Regions from separate parts of the Mus musculus genome. Here region 2 is linked to region 1. A link is a contact called in public HiChIP or PLAC-seq data. All regions are on one chromosome and are shown on one strand. Each heading gives the region's core, a stretch centred on a gene start, on an enhancer-like site or on the middle of the called end of the contact. The rest is flanking DNA. Distances are from core to core; before and after follow the strand shown.

What was found. HiChIP or PLAC-seq counts read pairs in DNA pulled down with a chosen protein or histone mark.
Region 2: an H3K4me3 HiChIP or PLAC-seq map of bone marrow-derived macrophages shows a contact between it and region 1, with 4 times the contacts expected there. The contact joins the enhancer-like site here to the promoter of Efhd2 in region 1. A contact is called at or near these places in 2 of 39 promoter capture datasets (liver and maxillary cranial neural crest), 3 of 484 Hi-C or Micro-C datasets (embryonic stem cells and erythroblasts), 8 of 115 datasets of contacts at active chromatin or transcription factors (bone marrow-derived dendritic cells, bone marrow-derived macrophages, embryonic forebrain and 5 more) and 3 of 9 other capture datasets (adipose tissue, liver and pancreatic islet).

Annotation. Positions count from the first base shown.
Region 1 is chr4:141,870,390-141,877,663 of GRCm38.p6, forward strand. It overlaps Efhd2 (EF hand domain containing 2), which reads right to left and starts at 4,531. Exons shown (of 4, transcript NM_025994.3): 1 at 4,171-4,531. The coding sequence starts at 4,478.
Region 2 is chr4:141,991,062-141,998,335 of GRCm38.p6, forward strand. It overlaps Fhad1 (forkhead-associated (FHA) phosphopeptide binding domain 1), which reads right to left. Exons shown (of 32, transcript NM_177868.4): 3 at 39-279. Among named protein-coding and RNA genes, the nearest start is that of Fhad1os1, 12 kb to the left of the region's middle. Within about 2 kb of position 2,785, at least 76 of the 459 cell types and tissues checked have an H3K27ac peak or open chromatin away from gene starts, as enhancers often do. A contact at or near this core is called in bone marrow-derived macrophages, embryonic stem cells and pancreatic cancer cells, where this site is marked.

The sequences.
Region 1 (7,274 bases), core at 3,281-5,780:
TTCAGCTGGATTTGATAGCTGCTGGGTGGCAGGATGTCTTCTAAGAACATCCATGGCCTTAACAGACCCCAGGACAAACCTGGGACAGTTCTGTTTGCCAACATGGAACTGTCAGGTAGGTCCTATGGCCCAAGGAGACGCAGAGGCTCAGGAGCCCAGTACCCTGCACAGAGACCCAGCTGGGTGGCAAGGGCCTGTGTCCCAGTTTAGTGTCGCTCCAAGGGCCGCTGTTAGCTCTTCTCTTTTCTTCTACCACCTGCCTGCCACGTAATTAAGTGATAATGAATTCATCTCTCTATTTTTGTTATTTATCAAAGCAATATGCAGCTGTCAATCAGAGCGTCTGTTGGGCAAGAGGAAAGTAGCAACGGGCTGAATCCCTGTCATTCTGGCCCAAAGCAAAGAGCCAGTGCCAGCCTAACAGGCTGGCAGCTCTGTTGGGGGGAAGTGGAGGCAGCCAGAGGCTCGTTCTGAGCAACCTCAGGACCAGCGCTGACGGCTGCCACCAGGGCCAGGGCATATGCTGAGCTTGGGACAATGATGACAGCAACTTAGTAAGTACTGATTCTGGGCCAAGTACTAGGTTACGCACTTGACAGCACATCAGGTGGGGAAAGAGCCCCAGAAAGGGTTAAGGAATGTGCTCTGAGTCCCCATGCAGCTAGGTGTACAGCCCTGTAGGGCTGCAGACTCAACCAGGAAGGGAAGAGAGAGGAGGCCGGGTGGCCCCAGGAGGAAAAGCCAAAAGGAAAGGGAACCTTGGCCGTCTGACGTAAGGGGTCATGAGATGAAGTGGGTGGGGAGGAGGCTGGGCAGAGGGGTAGGGCCAGTGCCGGGCCAGACAGAACAAGGAACTAGGGCACCTTCCTCGGATTCCACAGTTCATCCACAATTACACCTTCCAGGCAGATGTCAGCTTACAGAACCTTCCAGAGTTCTCCCCGGGCTGTTAACAGCTCAGCAGCGGTAGCCATCCCTGAAATTTTGTGGATCTGTCCAATGCCTTTTTGTCTTGGAAACTTCTAGAAAACAACTCTGGATGAGTGGGCAAAGAGAGGGGAGGAGGCTGTGTGTGAGAGAGGAGGGATAAAGTCTGAGGCCACAGGGGCGGGGGTGTGGTGTGAGAGGGTGGGGTACAGGCTCTAAGATGCAGTGCCTCTATGCCTGACAGCAGGCAGAACTCAGTATGTGTCATCCCTAGGCCCCACTTGGAGGAAAACCCATGATCCCAAGCAGGTCACTTCTCCCTTCTGGATCTCAGTTTTCCTGTCTGTAAAATGGGGCTGGAGGCAGCAGGCAGCAGTAGGTGGCAGAGCCTGCTGTTTCCTCGGGTTCTCCCTCGATCACTGTCCTCATCCACACTGAATGGATGGACCAGAAGACTTCGAAGCAGTTCTAGAGAGCATCAGTGCTCAAGACCCCTTAGAAACGAGGCTAGAACAGGCGTGTCTTTGAGGATCATCACACACAGCCTGTTCCTCTTGCACTGGGGCAGACTGAGGTCCAGGGCCGACAAGGACCTGAGGTGGGATTCCCGATGAGGTGGGAAGCCCGGCCTCCTAGCTCTGGGCTGCCAAGGAAGAGCCAGCTCCGCTTTCCAGGGCCACCGGCTCCACTTCCTCCCTGCACTCGCTCTCAACAGAGCCCTGGCTGAGATCCTGGGACCTGCTGGGCCCCAGGAGGCAGCAGCCACTTGCACAGTGGAAGCAGATTGTGTATTCTGTGCTCTGAGAAGCCTTCTGGGGCTGTGTCCAGCCGGACTCGGCTGGGCTGGGCTCATGGGGCACAGTGAGGCCTTGTTTCCCTGAATACAACATCAGCAGCTTTGCGCCCCAGCCAGGGACCCTGGCGAGTGGCACTTCCTTCTCTTGAGGTCCAGCTTTCTGGCCCCTTCCTACCCTGTCACCCCTCCCAGCACCCCAGCGTGCAGCACTAGTGCCAAGAGGTAGCTCTGAGGAGGCCAGCACCCTCTAAGCACCTCTCAACTAAACTGCTTCCCCCCAAAACAGCCTGGGTAAAACAGTACAGCACAGCTTCCAGACCATTCTCCCCACGGGTTCCCCGCAAATCAAAGTGGTCTCTCCCGAGCTTGCTCTTTGGGGGTATCTGGGTTCCCTAAAACAGCGCCATGGTATGGGGGATAAGAATACTGCCGAAAGATAAGAGAAGGAGGAAATGTAAAATGGGCTGGTGGTGGATGGTGGAGGGGGGAGGTCAGTCTCACATACACACACACAGAACACACACACAAAGAGGTGTTGGGATGTGTTTCGAGACACTGACACAGGTATCTGTGAGAGACAGTTCAGAAGGGAAGGCCATGGCTTTTGAAGCTACCGGTCCGAGTTCGAATCCTGATCCTATCATTTGGTAGCTGTAAAGTCCTGAGTCACGGGACTGTTGGGAGGCCCCAGCCCTATCTCTGCAGAGATCTATGACACCTAAGTAACTCTCTGGAATCCACAGGGTGGATCAACCTGGAAGTCACCGTTGCCCTAAGGTTCAAAAGCAAGGAGTGTGGATTCCTGCCGTTCTAGCCTGGTCAGTCAGTGGAGACTGAAGTCAGAGGGTATCCTCTTGCCCTGGAACCTCCATGTAGAAGTTTGGGGGGTGCATTATAGCGGCATCAGGAAGCTTCTAGTCACCCATAGCTGGGACCTAACGTCCTCTTTCCCTATGAGGACTGGCTGTGGGTGTGGAAGGAAGTGGGACATGGGAAAATCCTCTCTGGACCCTGGTTGGAGGGAACGCCCCCTTTCCGGGCTTCCTGATGGGTGTCTGGGCACTGTCCGTGGGGTGTGGCTGGGGCTCTCAATCTGCTGGCTGTCTTCTGCTTTGGGATTCCCTGCGTACCCCACCCCAAGCTCAGCTTCTGTGGTTTGGTCCCCTCTGGGATCCGCTCCAGCCTGGTGCCTGGAGGACCATTTCCTTTCCAGGAACATAGGTGGCTTACTAGGAAGACGGGAGGCCGGTCCTTTGGAGGGGCACTTGCATCTTCTCTACCCCTATGGGTACTCTTCCCCCATCTCCATATTGCTGGATTTTGTGGGGGTGTGGAATGGCTGAGCCCACAGGTCTTGGGGACATCCTAATCTGGTAAGGGTACAGCTTAGAATCATAGAAAGTAGAAGGCAGGGGTTGGAGACCCTAGGCAGGGCACATAGAGAGAGAATGGGCTCCAGGGATTGTCTGGGAAGGGAGGAACTGTCACTGGGGAAGAGGGCTGCCTTCTGATAAAGGGCAGGGGAGTCACCACTGCACAACCACGGAGTGAAGGGGTTCGAGGTGGGGGGGCGGGGTAATGGGGGAGAAGGGAGGGAGGGGAGGAAGGTGGACTCACAGTGTATGAAGAGGGGCTAAGTCCCAGGGGACTCTGTCCTGATGATAGGGGAGTTACATGTTTGTAGACTGGGGGACAGGGACAGAGGAGCCCTTCCCTAGCAAGACCGCACAGTGTTAAGGAAATGGAACCTGGTCAACAGGGTGGGCGGGAATGGAAAGGCCTGAAGAGTTTTCACCCACAGTAAGTAAACATAGTATAGCTGAGGGTGTGTGTGTGTGTGTGTGTGTGTGTGTGTGTGTGTTGGGGGGAGGGGGTTGTGGACCCAACCTAGTAGGAGAGAGTCCATAACTAAGCAGAAGAAATTAAAGGACCCAGTAAAAGGCACAAGTCTGGCATGGGTGCCGGGGGGAATGTCCCCTTAAGAGGCAGTAGGGTTGCCTTATTGCGGTGGGGGTAGGGAGTCCAGTAGTTAGGACGGAGCGGAAGGGAAGCCACCGGCCCTTTCTCCCTTTCTCGATATGTTTGGGTGTAGGGTGGTGGGTGCAGTAACATTAACAGTGGGAAGGAGGTCGGTACCCTGTGTGGTGGTAGTGACTCGCTGGGGACCTGCGATTATCTGGAAGGAACCTCAGGGAGCCCCCAATCCGCGTGGGCTATTCCGAGGGCAGTATCACCAGGAGGAGGGGTCACATGTCAGGAACGGGAGCTCCCCAGATCCACTTGCGTGCTGGGGTGGTGGGTCTGGAAGCCTCGTGGCTCTTTAGAAAAGCAGCAGAGTTCCCCACCCTGGTGAGACGGGGTTCTGGGGGAATCTAATTGGGGATACGGGAGGTTAGGGCCCGAGGCCGGGTCTAGGGTGGTGGGGAACCGGGTGCAGGGGCACTTACTGCTTGAACATCTTCTCCATGTCTTTGATCTGCTTCCTGGAGAACTCCTTGAACTCGGTGTAGGGGTTGAAGACGCGGCGGCTGGGCGACTGTGGCTCGCCGATGCCCTGGTTGAGGTCCGCGCGCCGCAGCAGCTTGGCGCTCAGCTCGTCGTCCGCGCTGCCCAACGCCTGGGCAGTCTCGTCGGGAGCCTCGGCCGCCGCCGCCGCCGCCGCCCCGTTGAGCCCCGGCTGCTCCGTCGCCTCGCCGCCTTCGCCCTCCATCTGCAGCCTCCGGCTCAGCTTGCTGGCCAACTCGTCCGTGGCCATGGTGGCCCGCGCAGCGCTGCCTCGGCCGGGCCCCTGCTCTGCGCCGCGCTCCCGGCCGCGCTCTTCCTCTTCCTGACACTCCCCGCCGCCAGGCGCCGCCCTGAAGGTGGGACTTAGGGGACCGCCCGCCCCCGGGCTGGCTCCCGCCGCCTTTGCCGCGTGCCGGGTCCTTCTCTATCCCCGGAGGGGGGTAGGGGGGTCAAGTGCATTCCGCTCCCCAGCTCCTCATCATCGTTCCCCTCCCTCCCCCACAGTGAAAAACCATCAACTTCTCTCTGATGACCTCTGGGTGACGCTGAGTCCCAGGAGCCCTCTGGAAGGAACCTGGGAAGGGGGTGTCCCAACCCTTCGGGAGGGAAGAGGGTCCGCTCGCAGGAGGTGGCTGTGTGTTCAGGGACTGGAGAGGGGCGCGGCTCTCAACCCGTTCTCTGAAAGGGGTTTGTGTCTCTGACACCCTGTCGGTTGCCATGGAGACCACTGGTAGTGAACCGCTGGGCGTTCTTGATAAGGTGGCAGGAATCTGAAGAAGGTGGACCCTAGCACTGGAGCCCAGTTGAGACTGTCTCCAGGGCTATCATGACTGGCGTCATTCAAAAGTGGGGTAGCTGCTATGAGGGAGATGGCACCCTACCAGTTCTCAAGGTCCCCAAAGAACTGGGAAAGGGGAAGGGGGTCGTCCTGTTACACGATGATTCAGCACAATAGCTGCCTGATCCGGCGGATGCCTGGGACTCTCCACCTCAGAGGGATTTCAGAGAGATCTCCATGTTGCCTCTTTGATGGGGATCCCAGAGGGGTGACCTCCTCCCCAAAGCGTCAGGAATGGGGGGAGCTGGAAAGGAGGAGCTCAGAGAGAATTTGTCTCTGTCATCTAGTCTGTCACTTCAAGAACAGCAAAGCTGGTCTGAAGAGAAGGCTCAGTTATTAAGAGTGGTTATTGCTCTTGTGGAGGACTGACATCCTAGCATCCGTGTAGGGTCCGGGTAGAGAGGGGCAAGTCACGAAAGGCCTGTAACTCCAGCACCAGGGATCCTAGACCCTCTTCTGGCCTGCTTATGCATCTGCACTCATGAGCATATATACCCCTCCCCCACACACACAGACTTAAAACTAAAGTAAATCTCTGGCCAGTCTCTGAGTTCAGTCAGCCTGGTCTACATCCAGGATAGCCAGGGCTCTATAGTAAGACTCCCTCCTTGATAGATGATAGATAATAGATAGACAGATAACAAACTCTGTTTGTTTGTTTGTTTTTCTTTTGGGGGTTTTGTTTTTTGAGACAGGGTTTCTCTGTGTAGCCCTGGCTGTCCTGGAACTCACTCTGTAGACCAGGCTGACCTCGAACTCAAGAAATCCGCCAGCTTCTGCCTCCCAAGTGCTGGGATTAAAGGCGTGCACTGTCCGGCGGTAACAAACTCTTAAACCTTCAAAGCTATGGTGTTCTGGCATCAACTGCAAGGTCACTAGCCATAATGCTGATTTCCAGGCTCTACCTAGACTGACAGACCTGTCCTTTGTCACTGGGATCCAAAAAGCTGCTTTTCACAAGCACCTGGGGGAAGCCTTGCTCTTTGGAGTCAAGAGTCTCCGACACAGATGCATCACTAAGATAACAGGGCAATGCTGGGTACCCAGATACTGCCCACTCCCAGAGGCAGGGTACAGAAGACCTGGAAAGCACAAGCTAAAAAGTGACACTGTGAAAACAGAGGGGACCAGAGAAGCTGCTGGCTGCCACAGGATGATGCTTAGAGGAAGACACCTGATCAGTAACTGTTGATGTGTTCACAAACATTGTTGAAGGAAAAGGTATTTGAAAGAGTATAATGGATGCAGAAGAAATCTGTAGTTATACCTTGCTCAGCCTTTCAGAAGCATGGTTTCACAGAAGACCCCAGGTCCCCTGAGTAAGACAATGACTCCTGTGTGTTTCAGAAGCATTTATCAGCTGCCTCAGCCAGTTGTCATTGCATGTGTAGAGCTGGTGTTAGCATCAAACCCTGCTATAAAATGTCCCCGTAGAAAATCATGTTGGGTATAATACGCTTTCTTAACTTATACACACTAAAGGAAGTTTTTGAAAAAATCTGTAATATTTGGACAAACAAACCATATTGTGTTGCTTTAATGTTCTAAATTAAACTTTTAATAAAGATTACCAGAGTAAACAAAAAAAGAAAAAGAAAAAGAAAAATGTAACTTTTTGTAAGGTTGCTAAGTCTGATAAAGATGCTAACTAAGTTTAGAGAGTTTTGATTTCTTAAAGACCAAGGGAGTTACAAGTAGTTGGTGTTGGGTAGTTCAGTCTAGCTGCTTTAAAAGAAACACAGTTTACATATTTAATAGAGACCAAGGATAGGGGAGGGGCACACAGAGATTTCAACATTTAAATTACATCTGCACTTGCCTAGGTTTGTCTAGACTGTCTTCATAAAGTGCATAGGTGACTTTCAAAACTCTGGTGAGCCTTGGAGTCATAAACATATGACTTTATTTTAGATAGATGTCGGTAGCCCAGGCTAGCCTCATCCTCCTTGTGTAGGTGAGGGTGATGTATTTATTTTAGACAGATGTCAGTAGCTCAGGCTAGCCTCCCCTTCCCTGTGTAGCTGAAGATGACCTATTTCTGATATTTTAGCTTTCTAAATGCTGGGAGAACAAGATCTGCACCCTTAGATGCTGTTTATATGATGCTAGAGATTGAGCTCAGGGCTTTGCGCCTGCTAGCCCAATGCTTTACTGTCTGATCCATATCACCAGACTCATTTCTTGGTTTGTTTTTGAGATAGTCTCCCT
Region 2 (7,274 bases), core at 1,535-4,034, 120 kb after region 1:
ATTCTTGTCTGAAGCCACCCCCCACCCCACACACATACCTTGGTTGATGACAGGGGACTTTGGGTCCATCACAAAGGAAAACATCTTCCCGCTGGCACTCATGGGCCGCTGGTGAGGGGCAGGTGGGACCATGGTGGGTCTGGGACAACCCTGTGACCAACTTCTCTGCACTGTTGCTGGCTGGATACCGTGGTGGAAGGGCATGTCGGGTGGCGAGGACGACAGGTGTGGCTGTGGACTTGGCCAAGGTGCTGGGCCCCTCACCCATGGGCAGGAGACCTGTGGGACAGATGGGAGGCTCAGGGGAGGTGGTGTTTAGGCATAGCACAGCTTGTCCTAAGACCCAGCTTGTGAGTCGCTCCCTCCGAGAAACCTTCTTGCATGTTCCTCGAGTTTGGGGTGCCAGGTCACCGTCATACTCCAGCAAGAGCTCCCCAATTTATGCAGTCAGTGTTGGTGACCCTGAGGCTGGACAAGGTCATATTGTGAAGATGTGATGTGAGAATCAGGCCTGGACACTTGCAGTACACACACCCACACACACACACACACACACACACACACATACACACACACACACACCGCCCCCTTCTCACAGAGCCTGACAGGCACCTACCACACTGCCAGGGGCCAAGGTCTCTGCCCTGGGGAGTGAGTTCACATCAAAGTGGATACTGTGGCCACACACCCTGCTCCCCACCCGCTCCCCCGCCTCCTGCCTAGGAACCAGAGAAGCCTGGCTGCAGGCCGGTGCTGTGCAGCCTTCCTATCCTCAGTTACATCTAACTGGAGATCTCACTTTTGCCATGGGGTTGGGGGGTGGGGATGGGGTTGATTCTTCTCCTCAGAGCTTCTGCCCGTGTTGTCAATCTTGGTTCTGGGGCCTTGATCTCTCCTCAGAGCTCCTGGCATCCCGTTGTCGCTCTGTTTGTCTGTCTGTCTGTCTGTCCGTGGTGTTAGCAAATGATGGTAGTAAGTTCTAGACCCACATCGATCCATCTCGGTTGGTGTCCTCCTGAGTCCCTCATCCAGGACTTTTCACACGTGACATCTCCCAAGCCAGGGACATAGCGCTGAGCCTCTGAGCTGACGGGATGCCACAGCAGGGACCAGGCCTTCCCTCCTCTTTACCCACCCCGTATCCATATCCGCAGCTCCTGCAGCGAGTGAGCGCTAGGTGCACAGACAGGGGCATGAAGGGAAGGGTGAGGCAGGTAACTGAGAGTCAGGCCAGCCCCAGGGACCCTCCCCTCCCCCACAAGTCAATTCCTCTATCCACACTAGTGTCGAGAGGATCTCTAGTACTATTTGGAAGAAGAATCACCTGTCAATAAAGATGCTGTTGGCCTATTGGCTTAGGCAGGAACTAGGGAGGGTGGAAGTTCCAGGACAGAGATAGGACTATGGGGGAAGAAACAGGCTGGAGACAGAGGATTCGGCCCCAGACACAGAGGAAGACGATCGCATGTAACTGAGGACCAGGTAACCAGCCAAAGGGCCGAACTTTGAACAGCATAATGGGATGATTAAGTTATGAATTGGTTAGGGAACGAACCACAGCATTTGGCCAAGGCATATGTAAATATATTTCGGTCTTCGAGAACTCAGTAACAGCACACTGTGGGCTGTGTACGCCTCCCAAGGCTGGGAACTCCGAGGGTGGGGTGGGGCACTGCCTCACCCGCCTTCATCCTCAGCCTCCCCAACACCTGGCTGCAGCAGGTGCCTCACTGGCAGGCACCTTGAGTATGGGAGCCCATGAAGGTGTCTGGCTGCTTCCCCCAGGAGGAACGTCAGGGTCCATCCACCCGGGAGAGGCAATATGGTGTGGAGCTGACGCAGAACTTGTAATGAGGTGTCTCCCCTGTGCTTTTTCCTTCAGTGATGACGGCAACGGCGCTGTTGTCTGCTGCACAGGGCTCACCTATTCCCATGACGCCCTTGGATGAGTCATCCAAGTTCAGGGCACACTGGAGAGGGCCAGGCTCTGGGTCTCAGCCTCCCTGTCTCCTGCCTCCTCTGTCTTTCCTCCCCTCTCTTCTCCTCCCCCCCTCCCTTCCCTTCCCCTCCCCTCTTCTTCCCTCCCCTCTCTGTGTTCTCTCTATGTCTATCCCCCCTACCCACCCCCTACATGGTATGCCCAGGCCCTGCCTCTGTCTCCTCTCTCTGGGAATACCCAGGATACTTTGCAAGTACCAACCTGCACTAGGAAGGCTACTGTTCCTCCTTTTGAACACTGGACCCATGAGGAACAGATAGAATGTTCTAAACTGGAGCTTGCCGAGATTGCTTCTGCAGTGTCTCCATCAAAAGAAGGCTGCCCGCTGCACAGGGGCCTGACCTGGTCTAAAACAGGTCAAGGATCCTGGGCTTCCCAGAAGACTCAGGGCTATGGAGAAGAAAAGCATCCAGGGAATCCGAGTCACCTGGGAAATCTGACCCACTGACCCACTTAGAGTCTGTTGCCAGGAAGGGAACAAGGCTGACTCCTCCTCCTAGCTGGGCCCATTGGCCTCAGTTTTTTTTTCTAGACTGTTCTAACTGGATTAATAGAAGCTTGCTGAGCATGTGGACAGAATGCATCTCGGTGAACCAACTGCCAGAGTTCTGAGCAATGAGTAACGCCACCTCCCAGACCACAGGCAGGACCCACTCTGTGCCACTGGATCCAGGCAATCTCCCTGTCCCTGTTTTATGGGAGGGACTAAGTAATAGTCAGCCACATTCTTTGACTTGACTCTAAGGGTTTGTTCAAGGAACATGTGATCCAATCAGGGCTGAGCGTACTAGGCTAGACCCTAGGATCTCCTAGCTGACTCTCTGGACTTGAGAAGGTAGCAACACCAAGGAGAAGGAGCCAGGGAGGAGAGGGGAAGGAGGAGGAGCCAGGGAGGAGAGGGGGAAGGAGGAGGAGCCAGGAGGAGAGGGGAAGGAGGAGGAGCCAGGGAGGAGAGGGGAAGGAGGAGGAGCCAGGGAGGAGAGGGGAAGGAGGAGGAGCCAGGGAGGAGAGGGGAAGGAGGAAGAGCCAGGGAGGAGAGGGGGAAGGAGGAGGAGCCAGGAGGAGAGGGTAAGGAGGAGGCGCCAGGGAGGAGTGGGTAAGGAGGAGGAGGAGCCAGGGAGGAGAGGGGAAAGGAAGAGGAGCCAGGAGGAGAGGGGAAGGAGGAGCCAGGAGGAGAGGGGAAGGAGGAGGAGCCAGGGAGGAGAGGGGAAGGAGGAGGAGCCAGGAGGAGAGGGGAAGGAGGAGGAGCCAGGGAGGAGAGGGGAAAGGAAGAGGAGCCAGGAGGAGAGGGGAAGGAGGAGGAGCCAGGGAGGAGAGGGGGGAGGAGGAGGAGCCAGGGAGGAGAGGGGAAGTAGAGCTCTGAAAAATTGCAAATGAGCCAAACCCCAGAAAATGTGGTGCGTATGGGGGTGCACACTTGTAGCCCCAGAGCTTGTGAGGCTGAGGCAGGTAGAGCCTGAGGGCTATGTGTCTCAAAGAACACCCCAAATGCACCCTGTTGTAGGCATTTTTAAAGCGTGCTTATGAGTAGTGTTCAGTATATCACTCACGCTGCTTTGCACTGTGTCTTATAAACTCAGGTTCTTTCTACTCCCTTTCCTTCCCCCTTTTCCTTTCTCTCTCTTTGACCTTGACAGCTCTGCGTAAGCCATACAAGCCGAACCCCTTTACCCACTCAAATATGGGCTAATGGAACAATGTGGTTTTTGTTTGTTGTTTTGTTTTTAAAGATGATGTGTTTATGTCTGTGTATGGAAGTTAGAGGTGTCAGGGCTCCTAGAGTAGGAGCAGCAGTTGGTGCTGGGGACCTAATTCGGGTCTTCTGAGAGAGCAGTACATACTCCTATCTGCTGAGCCACCTCTCCAGACCTGAGCTGGGTCATCTTATGACTGGCTTATTTCTCTTAGCGCACCGCCCTCGAGAGTTAAAGCACTGCTGCAGGTGTCTGCGGTAGAATCAAATGGATGTGCTGTTGTTCCCTGTTGTAAGTCCCCAGGAAGGACCCTCTCAGGTATGCATGTTCTAAACAGCCATGTGTACACTGGTAAGGCCATGTCTGTCAGTCAACTTTCAATCTAGATGAGACCTAGGTGGTGCCTCAGAACGGGGTGTGGCTCAGTGGTTTTAGGATTATGCAGCCCCCAACTTCAGAGAGAAGGGGGAGTGAGTGCCTGGGCGAGAAGGGGAGAGAGAGAGAGACAGAGAGAGAGAGACCCAAGCACCATGGATCTCAAAGAGTTAGCTGAGCATCAGACCTTCCTTGACTACACCTAGGGTGAATGACAGCCTTTATTTTTTTAAAAAAGTGCGCGAGTGTGTGTGTGCATGCGCACTGGCATGCATATGTATACAAGTGTGTGTATGTGTGAGTGAGAAACTGTGTGTACACATGTGTATGTGCATGTGTGTGTGTGCGTGCACATGTGTTTATGTGTTTATGTGTATTTGCCTGTGTGAATGTGCGTGTTGGCCAGAGGTTGACATTGGGGTGTCCTCCTCAACTGCGTCTCCATCTTAATCATTTTTTTAAGACGGGGTCTCACACTGAACCTTGCTGTTTGGGTCATATAGATCCCCACAGCCTTCTGGGTGAGTGGTCAAGTTGGAACAGTGGACTCCAGGTTCAGGGAACGACCTGACTAACGTCGAGAGTAATGGAGGAAGACCCCCAACATCAACCTCTGACCTCCACAGGCAAGAGTGCACCTACACACACACACACACACTTGCCCCACCCCCGCTCCCCTGCAAAGTCAGTGATGGAGAAAACATTAACAATACAGGGGACAAGAGTTGTATCTGCAGCCGCTACATTCTGTACGGCAGACACGCTCTTCCGGTACGTGGAGCTAGCATTTGATGCACCAGAGAAGGCTACTGGGAGTTGGGGCTGTTGATGGACAGGTGAGGTCCCTCCCCATCACGGCTTCTTTCACATGGACCCCACCAATACTTAGCCTACGTAACTCACTCACGTGCCCGTTGTCACTGTGTGCTGGAGTGGGGATCCAAGTTTGCAGACAAAACCCAATGGCAACACTTTTGAGACTTAGTGTGGTCTGGGAGTCACAACCGCAAGTGTCCACGTGACTGTAGGGGATGTGTTCTGCACTCTATCGGTAACCCCATGCTATCCACACAGGCTTCTTTTTTTTTCCAGAGAGCTCCTGATTAAACGCTGACTGACAGGTTGCTGGCTGGGTCTGGGGCCTGGCATAGTGCCAGACACACACTGATGGCGTCTGCCCACCCACCTTGGATTCACACTTGGCAAAAAAGGGGATTTGGCTGATTCTGGGGCTGGGGCAGGGAAAAGGATGCCCTGAGCCCCAGGGATTCTTGCAATAGCAGAAAACAGGGAAACCGCAAGACAAAACAAAAGCAACTGAGAAAACGGTGTGGGTGTGTTGCAGAGACCAGCACCCGGCCTGAAAGGAGCACTCAGTATCCAAGGCTAGACCAATTTGCGTGCCAGGATAAAAGACAGGCCAGGGGCTAGGGAGATGGCACAGTTGGTAAAATCCAACTTGCTGCCTACGCGCAGAGACCCAAGCTCAATAATAACACGCACATACATAAAAAGCCCCATGTGCTGGCTCACGCGCTTAATTGTAGCACCAAGGAAGTGGAGACAGAAGGATCCCTGGGATTCACTGCCCAGCCAGTGAGCTCCAGGCCACTGAGAGACCATGTCTCAAGGTAAGGCAGATGGTAATAACTCAGAGGGTTGTCTTCTGGCTTCCACATACACCCACACATGCTCTGAAGCCTCACACACTCTCCATAGAAATAAATAACAGTTAATTATAATTCAATGTGTAAAGTAAATAGACCCGAGACTGTCCTGCTATATACAAGGGAGTAAAATAAACACTGAGAGAGAGGAGGAATCTTTCTTGCAGAAGATCTCAGGGTAGGCAGAAACCTCTGTAATGGAAATCCCTGTGACTACACTTCCCCCATAGGTGTCTCAGGTCCCCTGTGGAGGCTGAGCTATAACTAGTGACTTACTACTTGTTTCCAAGCAGAAATAATGACTCTACCACAGAGAAACCTGGCAGGCACCGCCCTCATCCAGAGAGAAGGTGACACCTGTGGGAGTCAGTAGACATCGGGTGCCCCTGAGAGGGTGGGGCACTAAGTCTATGTCACCTTAGTTTTTCAGGGCCTTCTGAAAGCTTTGACCCAGTCTAATCAGAGGAAGGTATCTGGTGTATTCAGACTAAGGGACAGTCTCCAGGATGTCTGGCCAGGACTCCTCAGGACTGCCAAGGAGAGAAAATGTTGCATAGTGTGGGGTGCAGGAGTTGAATGCAGCATAGGTCCTGGCTGGGGTGTGGATCCTGGGGTGCAGTTATAGTAATGAAACACAGTGGATCCTATCTGTGTTCATGACATTTGTTGACAGTGGGGCAACTGGAAAAAGTGTCAGTGAACAGTTACCGTTACAGCCTTTCTATAATTATGTTAAAATAAGGCTGGTGTATTCATGTGTGTGTGCATGTGTGTACACTTGTGTGTTCATGTGTGTATATACATGTGTATGCATGTGTGTACACATGTGTGTCTGTGTGTGTACAGAATCCTCTCTCCTCCCCTCTCCTCTCCCTTCTTCCTCCCTTCCTCCCTCCCTCCCTCCTTCCCTTCCTTCCTTCCTTTTGAAACAAAGTCTCTCCTTGCCCTGGATCTCAGTTTTTTTTATTTGTCTGCTTATTTGTTTGTTTTGCAGGATCATTGTACTTTCAATGTAGCCTTAGCTGTCCTGGAACTCCCTATGTAGACTAGGCTGGTTTTGAACTCACAGGCTACCCAGCACAGCCTCTTTGAGTGCTGGGATTAAGGGCAAGTGCCACCACACAGGGATGAAATTGAATTCTGCATGTCTGCAAAAACAAATACTTTATCACCTGAGATATCCCCTTCAGCTCTGGGTTGTTTGTTTGATTTTTAGATCTTTAAGTTCAAAGACCAAAACAAACACACAAACACACATAGCACAAATTCTCCTTGCAGTGGTGACTATAGCTTGCTTGGATGCACTGCCCAGCTCCCACATTGTCTTAGGGTTTCATTGCTGTGAAGAGACACCATGACTACGGCAACATTTATAAAGGACATTTAATTGGGGCTGGCTTACAGGTTCAGAGGTTCAGTCCATTATCATTAATCGCCTAGAGAAGCTGAGAGTTCTACCTCTTGTTTGGAAGGCAGCTAGAAGACTGACTCCCACATGGCTAGGAGGAGGGTCTCAAAGCCCACCTCCACAGTGACACA